Linked DNA regions of Sus scrofa: all the other regions are linked to region 2. A link is a contact called in public HiChIP or PLAC-seq data. All regions are on one chromosome and are shown on one strand. The core of a region is the stretch at or near the end of the contact, and the rest is flanking DNA. Distances in the headings are between cores, read along the strand shown.

The links. HiChIP or PLAC-seq counts read pairs in DNA pulled down with a chosen protein or histone mark.
Region 1: an H3K27ac HiChIP or PLAC-seq map of alveolar macrophages shows a contact between it and region 2. The contact joins two enhancer-like sites. A contact is called at or near these places in 1 of 47 Hi-C or Micro-C datasets (embryonic fibroblasts) and 1 of 2 datasets of contacts at active chromatin or transcription factors (alveolar macrophages).
Region 3: an H3K27ac HiChIP or PLAC-seq map of alveolar macrophages shows a contact between it and region 2. The contact joins two enhancer-like sites. A contact is called at or near these places in 1 of 47 Hi-C or Micro-C datasets (alveolar macrophages) and 1 of 2 datasets of contacts at active chromatin or transcription factors (alveolar macrophages).

Annotation. Positions count from the first base shown.
Region 1 is chr13:91,542,867-91,546,425 of Sscrofa11.1, reverse strand. It overlaps MED12L (mediator of RNA polymerase II transcription subunit 12-like protein), which reads right to left. Exons shown (of 46, transcript XM_021069608.1): 20 at 3,452-3,559; 21 at 1,267-1,398. It also overlaps a transcript of P2RY12 not described here. Among named protein-coding and RNA genes, the nearest start is that of P2RY12, 20 kb to the right of the region's middle. Within about 2 kb of position 2,000, at least 7 of the 83 cell types and tissues checked have an H3K27ac peak or open chromatin away from gene starts, as enhancers often do. A contact at or near this core is called in alveolar macrophages, where this site is marked.
Region 2 is chr13:91,352,473-91,356,268 of Sscrofa11.1, reverse strand. The region is part of intron 11 of MED12L (mediator of RNA polymerase II transcription subunit 12-like protein); the gene reads right to left. Among named protein-coding and RNA genes, the nearest start is that of GPR171, 36 kb to the left of the region's middle. Within about 2 kb of position 1,923, at least 17 of the 83 cell types and tissues checked have an H3K27ac peak or open chromatin away from gene starts, as enhancers often do. A contact at or near this core is called in alveolar macrophages, where this site is marked.
Region 3 is chr13:91,608,042-91,611,894 of Sscrofa11.1, reverse strand. All of the region lies in intron 44 of MED12L (mediator of RNA polymerase II transcription subunit 12-like protein), which reads right to left. Among named protein-coding and RNA genes, the nearest start is that of IGSF10, 70 kb to the left of the region's middle. Within about 2 kb of position 2,439, at least 13 of the 83 cell types and tissues checked have an H3K27ac peak or open chromatin away from gene starts, as enhancers often do. A contact at or near this core is called in alveolar macrophages, where this site is marked.

The DNA of each region.
Region 1 (3,559 bases), core at 751-3,250, 190 kb before region 2:
ATATTTTTTGTAGCTTCTTCTATGAGCCAGACACTCTTGAAGGTACTTGGATAGAGCAGTGAAGAAATTAGAAAAAGTTCCTGCTCTCGCGAAGCTTACATTCTAGAAAAGAGCCAGACCATAAACAAACATGTAATGTGCGGGGTGGAGGGGAGATGATCAAGCTCAGAGAATGACAGCGAGTGGGAGGAGGGTCATGCTATTTCAAATAAGCTGGTCAGGGAAGTCAAGCTCTGAATGAACTGTGGGAGTGAGCAAGTTAAGTAACAGGGGAAAGTATTACCAGATAGGTGACAGCGTGCAAAAGCCCCAAGATGGGAGTGTGCTTACAGTGTCTAGAAACCAATAAGGAGGTCCCTGCAGTTAAAATGAAGTTAACAGAGGGAAAGAGACAAAAGGCAAGACTGGAACCAACAGATCCTGAGGGCTAGGCAAGAACTATGAATTTTATTCTGAGTACATGAGAAGCCATTAGAAAACGTCAAGTTATTCTTGTTTCAAAAGGATAACTTTAGAAGATATGTTGAGAATATGCTCAAGAGAGTCAAGGGTCCAAGTGGGAAAATCTGGGAGAAGGTAATGGTGATGGTCCAACCAAGAGATGAACATGGTAGGAGGGGCAAAGCAATGAAGAGTGGCCAGATTCCAGATGTACCTGGAAGGCAGAGCTCAAAGCATTTAGAACACACTGGATGCAAGGCATGAGAAAGCAAAGAAAACAGCAATTGATCATTCTTTCCTTGTCAGCTTCTAGATTCCAAACTTATTTGGCCAGCTACTACCATCTCCTTCCCTCCCTCCCCCTACTTACAATTAAACATCTAAATTTCCTCAAATAACATTAAATAAATAAATATGGATTTTCTAGCATCTGTCTACCTGTTGGTGTTGCATATGCTAAGAGGCAGGGAATAACAAGGAGTCAGGGACACTCTCTGAAATAGGATGGTCAAAGAGGCAGAGAAGCAAATGCTGAGAGAAAGGAATGATGCAAAGGGTGGGAAACAGTATTCCAAGGGAGGTAACAGCAAGCACAAAATACAGAATACTTTCCTCAGGTTTATCTTAAAATTGCAATCAGAGCTAAACAGGCATAGTAGTTTGGAAGAGGAGGTTATAGCTATAGTGAAAGACAATTCAATATGAATTCTGGCAGATAATAATTAGAATTAAATTTCATTATTACAAAGGATGATAACATTGGTTAGTCCACAAACAAATATGGGCACCATTCTACTCCTATTCTTTTGCCTTTCTTTTACCCACCTGAAGAGGTCTCCAAATTTACTTCTGAGGTGGCTACACGACACGTAGAGATCATAGAGGTAGGCTAAGATACATCTTTCAGGGGAAGAACATTCTGAGGGGTTCACAACATGTTTTACCACACCACACAATCTAAGGAGAAAAACATATGAAGAAATGAGGTGCATATTTTGCTAATACCTATGTTGTCTGACTCTCTTCGAGTGAGAATATGTCCATGTATTACTTGAATAAGGAGAAAGGACAGTTGACACGAATCATTATAGCAATAGTAAGTAATTAAATAAGATACCAGTTTTCTATTATGATACTGAAACACTAAATTAAAAAAAAAAAACTTCACTGCTGTATAGCAAAGGGAACTATATCTAGTCACTTATAATGGAACATGATGGAGGATAATGTGAGAAAAAGAATATATGTGTGTGTGTGTGTGTGTGTGTGTGTGTGAGAGAGAGAGAGGAGAGACTGGGTCACATTGCTGTACAATAGAAACTGACAGAACACTGTAAACCAACTATAATGGAAAACATAAAAATCACTTAAAAATTTAAAAAATAAAATAAAAAAAACTTCAGAAATACAATTAACAATATGAAAGAAATTCCTCCACATAGAAGGAATCCATCAGTAAAGTTTATGTGACTAGAACCCAAAGCGAAGTTGCAGGAGAGGACCTCACTTCAAGAAAAAGATTGAGAAATTCAGGGAATTTGTGAAGGGCCTATAACCACCACTTTGTTAAGGAGCAACTTCTTCATATCAGTCAGTCTAGGAAGTTCATTTTCAAGACCATGAGCTGGTTCTAGCATGAAATTGAGGAATTCATGGTTTTGAGGTTACATTCTGTTTGTTTATCCAAACTAGAAACATTTCATTTACCTTAAGAATTTAAAATCCCTCTTTTAGTTAAGTTCACTATAAAACTTGCAGTTTCAAAGTACCATTACTACTCTAATCCTGTGCCCCTTTCTGCGAATCAAGAGAATGGCCTCTTTGTCCAGAGTTCATACAACACAGAAGTAAACACCTGTTTACTTTTGGTCCATCCACCTATTTGTGTGTCTAATTTCACTACCATCTGGCATTCTGCTACACGGTCAGTACTGCTGCACTAGTGTCACTGATGACTCAGATTATTAAAGCTGAAAAGGGATTTAGAAATCATCTGATTCAATTTCCTCATTTTAGAAAGAGGGCTTGGGGGCTCAGAAGGGTGATGTAACTTGCCCACGAGGCAAAGAGCTAGTACACAACAGATCCAAAAGAAGAACTTAGGTCTCCAGAACCCAACCCAGAGCTCCCTCCACTGTTCAGGAGACAGAGGGAAGCTGGAGGGAACCTGACATGTCAAGGCTGAGAAGGACACTGGGATCACACAAAAACCAGAGGTAGAACTAAGAAATGATGCAAAAAACAAAACAACCCAGCAATATGGCATCCCAAGCTCTGTGAAATGACATGAGCAGATGCAGGCAACTGTTAAAAGCTGTAAATTACAGCAAAAGTTTCCAGCAATTAAGAAAAGTAGATGATTCAATTGGTTGTTACCTATATAAACAAAAAAAATATATTTACATTTAATACAAACAATTTATATTTGTGGGTGAAGGTGAGTATAAATAGAGAAGAGGCACAGAAATAAACTTCTCTACTAGAGAAGTATAATAACTTTAGCCTCTAAAGGGAGTGATATTAGGTAATTACTTAGCCCAACTTGTCTAACAGTAATAGAGTAAATCTTAGCCTACAATTCACACAAACTGACAAAGATGAACAATTGAAAAAGTCATTTGTTCTAGATTAACTTTTGTCCAAAAAAATTCCTTAATTTATAAAAGGAATGATACTGAAAAAAAAAAAATCCATAAGATGCTATGTAGGTAAAGCTTATTTGGTATTGGAGTTTCCAAATAGAAACTGAAATTACATGAACAAAGAAGCAATCATATCTTCACCACTCATAATAAGCCAGGATGCTGGGTAGCTTAAATGATAGCAACTAGGGAGAAAAGTGGGCAGGTGGGCAGAGATAATTTTCGTGCTTTTATCTCCTTTCTAATAAAAAATTTCCTGGGGCAAGTATTCTTTAACTATAACATTTTATGAAACAAACAGTGCGATTTTTTCTCTTAAAACCACTGTAAGATTTCATCACAAACTACAAACTCTAGGATATACCAACCCTTCAAACACCTGGGCTGTCTGCTCAGGATTCAGGATCAGACAACTGTGGTATCGCCTGAGAACAGCCACGATGCAGACACACAGTCCTGTTGTATAACTTCCTGCC
Region 2 (3,796 bases), core at 674-3,173:
AAGAAGAAAACAGTTGTAAAAGGTTAGCAAGGCTTCCTCTGGTGTCCAGCGGGGAAATGAGTAACACGAGGCCTAAGAAGCTCAGGCGGGGCCGTGATCGGCATTAATAACTCCACAGGCACCACAATGGGAAGACACTTATGGGTGCTTTCCTAGTTTCCTTGACTTCTGCCTCATTTGACCCTCTTATCTTGAGTCCCATTTTAAAGAGTGACTTTTTTGGAGTTCCCATTGTGGTGCAGTGGAAACGAATCTGACTAGCATCCATGAAGATGCAGGTTCTATCCCAGACTTCGCTCAGTGGGTTAAAGATCTGTATTATTGCTGTGGCTATGGTGTAGGCCAGCAGCTACAGTTCTGATTCGAACCCTTGCCTGGGAATCTTCATATGCCTGGGGTATAGCCCTTAAAAAAAAAAAAAAAGCAATAAAAATAAAATGACTTCTTTTTTTCTTAAACATGTTTAAAAAGAACAGAAAAGACCTAAGCACTGAAATGAGGGTGATCGCTCTTACAACATGGTAGCAGCCAGCGGGCCTGGGGTGGGCCAGTCCCATCCAACCGCCCCCTACTGGGGGTAAAGCCTCTGTGAAAATCTGAGAAAGTAAAACGTCTGATAGGTCCAGGCTGTGCTTTATGGATTACCAGACTGTGTGATATGTATGTGTGTCCCCACAGTAGTCCGAAGGGAACCAAAGGATCACATTCCTGCCATCTCTCCAGGGTCTCACTGCCTTCCTAAACCCATCAGTCAGGAAGGGTAGCAGTTAGTGTTTACTGAGAACCATTTAAAGCCAGGCACTATTAATTTTGAAATGCTTTATCCATATAGTTTCCTGCCATTTCCACATCAGGAGATAGGATGCCCCATGCACAAAGGAAGAAACTGAGACTCATCCAGGTGACTGAATCGTCTGTAACACCACCAAGAAATGCACTAACCTGCTGACTTGCCTGCCAAGACCTCTCCTGTCAGCTGCCCTCCCACTTCCACCTGCACAGATCCTCTTATACATCTGGACCTGATCCACTGGTAAAACTGACATATTACACAGAGCTCATCCCTGCCTTCACCCCAACCCTTCCGAGGCAAATCTTTCAGAAGGGTTGCCCCTTCCAGTTCAAGGACCCAGTCATTTTTTTTTTTTTCTTCCTTTTTACGGTTGCACCTGCAGCATGTGGAAGTTCTCAGGCTAGGGATCCAATCAGAGCTAGAGCTGCTGGCCTACACCACAGCTACAGCAACGCTGTGGGATCCGAGCCACACCTTCGACCTACACCACAGCTCACAGTAATCCCGGATGCTTAACCCACTGAGTGAAGCCAGGGATCGAATCCTCATCTTCATCAATACTAGTCGGTTCATTGCTCTGAGCGACAACAGGAACTCCCCAGATGCTTTTTTAAGAGCCTCCAAAAACCAATTCAGTGAACATCTCTGGAAGACACATTAGGCCCAGCTCAATGCTGGAGGCAGTGAAGAAACTGAGGTTTGGCCTGGCGGATCATGTGGTCAGAGTTCCCCGGCCACAATGGTGTAGAGCTAGTCTGGCCTTGGAGGCCTGGGCCAGAGTGGAAGAAAGGCCTGCTCCGGACTTTCCAGTCAAAAATCTCACATGAACTCATTGCACCTGTCCAGGGAGTACTCTGTGAATGGTCTATGCAGAAAATAAATGCAAACAATAAACAGTCGGTATTCTGGTGTCTGGTGTGTGGTGGCTGGGATCTGCCGTCAGGGAAAGAGGAAATGCACACCTGCCACTGTTTGGGCACACACTGTTACCAGCACAGTTGGGCTGGCCTTTCCCTTTGTTACTCAGGAGAAAGTCTGCCTCCTCCAGCACCAGAGGGAGAAGTGAAAAGGCAGCTCTTCCTGCTTCCTTTCAACTTTCCCTTCTATCCATGCCCCTGGGGAGCACCCAAAGCCACAGCTGCTTCCTCCCTCCTGCCCAGCACAGCACAAACCAGGAGAGAAGCCAAGCAGAAGGAAGTGGTCTGGGGCTCTGGAAGGTGGAGGGGGCACCTCCCTGGCTTGCTGCTCAGAGAGGAGGTCAGCAAGGTGACCCCTGCCTGTGGGTCCCAGGCAACAGACTCAGGCAGGGATTGGAATCCGGAGGTCCCCACGGCCCCCACTGTAAGGCCCCCATGAGGATTCTGGGCTTCTCTGCCTCTAGTACGCAGAGTAGACATGGTTCTGAAACACTGAACGGGCCAATCGTGAGTGAGTGCTGCATAAGACACTCCCAGGAGCTGGAGAGTGACAGGCATCTGAGTGGACATGGCCCACAGACACACTGCTTGGCTGGCAGAGTGGTTTAAGACTGGGAAAGCTGACATTCAAGTTCTCCTGAAATTCTGGAAGGTCAGGCAACAGTGGGTCTGCAAACCAAGCAGAAGCCAAGAAAGGCTACCCGGTGCAGAAAGGGCAGCCCCCTTTCCCAGTGACCTTGGCCTCACCCTCTGGGGGAACTGTATACAGCAGCCCACCTCTAGTTTATATCGCCTGCCTGGCCACTGGTGACAGGAGTCTCTGAGCCCCATTCTAAGTGTTATAGACTTTGATATCTCACATATACTGAATGGAAACCCAAGTAGCATAAATCTAGAATAAGTAAACATCGAGGATGTTGAGATGTATACTTTCTACCTTACCCATCACTTGGAAGCAGTAGCTGGCTCGGGGGGGGGGGGGCAGGTAATGGAATAACATTCTCCATGGCTAGCTGTGAACGCATGCCTGGCACACCCCACAGGGGGCACACTGCCAGCTCCTATTCTCACGCTGGCCACAGTCCAACCACAGGGCAGGACCAAGCCCTCAAATGCCTTCATGCCCATGCATAATGGTTTTAGCAGGCTTTCACCAAATACCGAGAATGATCACACACACCAGCCTGAACCTTAGATTTCTGAGTCCTCTAGACAGCTGCTTTCCCCACTCCCTATCCAGAGAAAAGGGAACCCAGGGGTAAAGGTCAAATTTCCCAAACAGACGTGGGAAGCACTCTGCAGTCTGGGGCCCAAGCATACCTAAACATGTCTTCAGCAAGCACAAACCTCAACCTTATTGCAACTGCAGGGGTTGGTCAGTTTTTCTACTACCTACTGTGTTGTCTAAGTCCTAACACAAATTATGAAACCAAAAAAGGGGAAGTGCATTAAAAAGAAGTGAGCTGTTTCTGAATCCTAACCACACCACTTTATAGAACTCCTTATCAGAGAATTATGCCCTCAGACTGGTTCTTCCACAATAATACTAATAATGCTTGCCACGTTATTATCATTAACAGTAACAATTCTTTAAGACTTACGTATATAGGGCTTTAGAATTCTCAAAGTGCTCATGTCTCCTTAGAGATAGAGAGGGCAAGTATGTGTTCTATGCCAATGTGACAAGAAAGGACACTTAGGCACGAGTAACTTGTCTGTAACCTGCTCAAAATCGAATGACTGATTAGGAATCAAAACAGCTCTGCAGCTCATAAGCGAATTCCAGAAATATTGTAAAAATTACTTATGTTAAATATTTCAGAAAGATATGTCCAGTTACTCTTCCTGACAGATTAAGAAAAGGTGACCAGTCTGAATTACAGGTTTAAAAATGTGGTTTTTGTCTTACTCATAAAAAGGCATAGTAACCACAAAGCAACCACTCACTTACATCAAATCTTTCCAGAGTTGAGTCAACATTCAATATAATTACTCTTGAATGGGCTACACGGACATTTTCTCCAGTGAAGTCTGTGACTAGAGCACCGAGGACTCTCAGCCCTGGGCACATGGCGCCCTCTAGTGG
Region 3 (3,853 bases), core at 1,190-3,689, 260 kb before region 2:
ATGGTTTCCTTTGCTGTGCAAAAGCCCATCAGTTTGATTAGGTCCCACTGCTCTATTTTTGCTTTTATTTCTATTGCTTTGGGAGACTGACCTGAGAAAACATTTGTAAGGTAGATGTCAGAGAATGTTTTGCCTATGTTCTCTTCTAGGAGTTTAATGGTGTCTTGTCTTATATTTAAGTCTTTCAGCCATTTTGAGTTTATTTTGGTGCATGGTGTGAGGGTGTGTTCTAGCTTCGGTGATTTGCATGCAGCTGTCCAGGTTTCCCAGCAATACTTGCTGAAAAGACTATCTTTTCCCCATTTTATGTTCTTGCCTCCTTTGTCAAAGATTAATTGACCATAGGTGTCAGGGTTTATTTCCAGATTCTCTATTGTGTTCCTTTGGTCTGTATGTCTGTTTTGGTACCAGTACCACACTGTTTTGATGACTTTGGCCTTGTAATATTGCTTGAAGTCTGAGAGAGTTATGCCTCCTGCTTGGCTTTTGTTCCTCAGGATTGCTTTGGCAATTCTGGATCTTCTGTGGTTCCATGTAAATTTTTGGATGGTTTGTTCTAGTTCTGTGAAAAATGTCATGGGTAATTTGATAGGGATTTCATTGACTCTGTAGATTGCTTTGGGTAGTATGGCCATTTTCACAATATTAATTTTTTCCAACCCAGGAGCATGGAATATCTTTCCATTTCTTTACATCTTCTTTAATTTCCTTGATTAATGTTTTATAGTTCTTGGCATATAAGTCCTTTACCTCCTTGGTCAGGTATATTCCCAGGTATTTGATTTTTTGAGGTGCAATTTTAAAACGTATTGTATTTTTGTATTCCTTTTCTAATGTTTCATTGTTAGTACAGAAATGTGAATGATTTCTGAATGTTAATCTTATGTCCTGCTACTTTGCTGAATTTGTTGATCAGTTCAAGTAGTTTTGGGGTTGAGTCCTTGGGGTTTTCTATACATAGTATGCAGATGCGGTTTGGATCTGACATTTTGTGACTGTGGTGTAGGCCAGCAGCTGCAGCTCCAATTCAGCCCCTAGCCTGGGAACTTCCATATGCTGCAAGTGCGGCCCTAAAGAACAATAAATAAATAAAAATAAAATAAAATAAAAAATAAATAAAATAAAATGCCAACCTTCTACAGCTTTCTGTTAGCATGTTTTCCTGGTCACCCAAATAGGACACCCTGTGTTTAAGATGAAAAGAAATAACAGAGCAGGGTGGTATAAACATCTTTTTCTCAAAAGCCAGAGGCAGCTTTAAAAAAGAAAAGATCATACCCTGCTAACATATTTAGTTGGGTTAGTTTAATCACAACACTTCATAAAGGTTTAAAAGTATTTTTCAAATCAAGAACCATAACTTAGGCCAAATCTAGAGATGTCATGCCAAATATAATTTTCCGGCAAGGGCACCCACTCTCCTACCAGAAGCTTGTCCTTCATAGAAGACAAGTGACTTAAGTAAGCAAATGACAACTCCAGATTTAATGTGTAAGCACAGGCTTTTTTTACATTTTCTTTTCCTTCTAGGAAAAGTTCTGTTTTCCAATGACACTTTTTGAAAAAGCACCAACTTTTATGTTAGTTTTGACTCTTAGTTATACCTTTCATGGCTTAGTTATACCTTTCACCCCTTTGGGGTGTGATGGTCACTGGCCTACATGGCACAGCTGCTGTTGTCAACAAAGAAACAGACTTACAAGGGACTAGTCAAAAATCAGTGAATCAAATCTTAATGCTCTTGCAGATCTGCTGCATTCAACCTCCTCCTTTAAGACTTCCCAACCTTCTCATACTCCTTTTAACCTCTGTTATGGGTTGAATTATGTTCTTCCCAAAAGATATGTTAGTGTTCTAAGAGTCAATACCTCAGAAAGTGAATTTATTTGGAGATTGAGTCTTTACAGAGTCAAGTTAAAATGAGATCTTAGGGTTGGACCTGATCCAGTATCACTGGTGTCCTCATTAAAAACGGGAAATTTGGACACAAACGCACACGTGTAAGGAGAATGCCATGAGGGGATGAAGAGAGAGCACAGGGAGATGTTACCATGTGCCAAGTGTCATTGAAGATGGCCAATAAACCACCAGAAGCTGGGGGAAGAGACGTGGTGCAGATTTCCCCCTCATGGCCCTCAGGAAAGCCAGCTCTACCAACACCTTGATCTCAGACTGTGAGATCCTACATTTCTGTTGTTTAAGCCCCACACGTTGTGGTACCTTGTTACAGCAACCCTAACAAGAGAATACAACCTCACTAGTGCTTCTACTACTTTCCAGGTGCCCCAGTGCCATTCTGTAGTTTCCGATGAGTCTAAGCCACTTGGGTGGAAGGGAACAAGCATGGCACGTCATCTTGTGCTCCTTGACCTTGGGCAGAGCACTGACCTGGACTACACATATGAGTAAGCACTTCTGACTTGTGAAAGTCACCAGACAGCAGGAAGATAAGTCATTGGGAGGGTGGTGGCTGCGGTAGGGCCATCACTTCTCCTCTGAGACTGCATGAATGACAGATCTGAATGAGTCAGAGCTGGCATCTCTTCAAAAGCCAGCTTACTGCTCTGTGTCCAGCACAGAAACAGAGAGGGAAGAAAAACTAGCCAGTAACAAGAATTGGATCTGCTGGAGATGTTTATGTAAATATATTTATAATACATATAACAAATTGTCATAGAACTAATAAGAAAAGGAATGGTACGTAAAGATAAAAAGAGATATAAAAATTTTGTTAACATGACTGAGGCTTTGCGCTATTGCTCTTCTGAAGATGTACAATTAGGACTTTTTCTTATACTTCTATTTTCTTTTATTGTAAGAAGACAAAAAAAAAAAAAAAGAACAATAGAATGTATATCAAAAGTATCTCCAGTGGCACTGTTTTTGAAATTGGAAACAATCCAAATGTTCAACAGTAGGTGGGGTGGTTAAACAAGTTAATAGCAGAGCAATACAATGGACTGACTTTACAACTATTTAAAATTACAAACATGTGGACTATATTAATAAACTCAGAAAGATATGTAAATAAGTACGCTGTAATAAAAGTATGCCAAAAAAATGACTTAGAGTAATTCAAGAATCTGGGATCACGGACCATCCCTCTAACTTCTCATTCTGAAACTACCTGAAATCTGAAATCCTTCACTCCAGATTTAGAGTGATAGCCATTCTTAAGACTTATGACACAACAACATTTCTTCCTTTGTACAAATAGCTGCCTCCTAGATTACAATATAGTGCTCCAAACATTAAAATAAGACACTGTGCTTCTCAAGATAGCTTTTTAAAAATTTCTGCAAAAAAAAAAAAAAAAAAGCCGTAAAATGCCTACTATGGATTTTACTATCCATTAAGGTTACTGTGAAGAGAGATCTCTGTTTCTCTGGAATTCCTTTCCGATGAACACACTGGGAATAATCATGTGCATGAACCTGAACATCTGCCCAGTCCTAGGACAGAAGTATTTTAAGCCAGTGAGTGAAATACATACCTACTGCATTTAAAAACATCACTATTATCTTAGAAATCAAAACCGAGTGTAACATACATTCTTTACACACATTAAATATTTATAAAACTATTACATGAGTACAAAGATATTAAATTCTGCTATATTAGATATACTTTAATTGTAGTGGAATATGGGGACAGGGTCTCCTCTCAATTCTACATACACTGATCTGTGCTTTCAATTACAACTAAAAAGTTTAAAGGCAATTTCCCCCCAGGCCTATCAATTTGACTTTGTAATAAAATTTAAAAAAAATTTTTTTACTATATCCAAGTCTTACATTTTGGGTACTTGATACTGATATCTATTTGTATTTATGTAGTATGAGTCTCTAAGAAT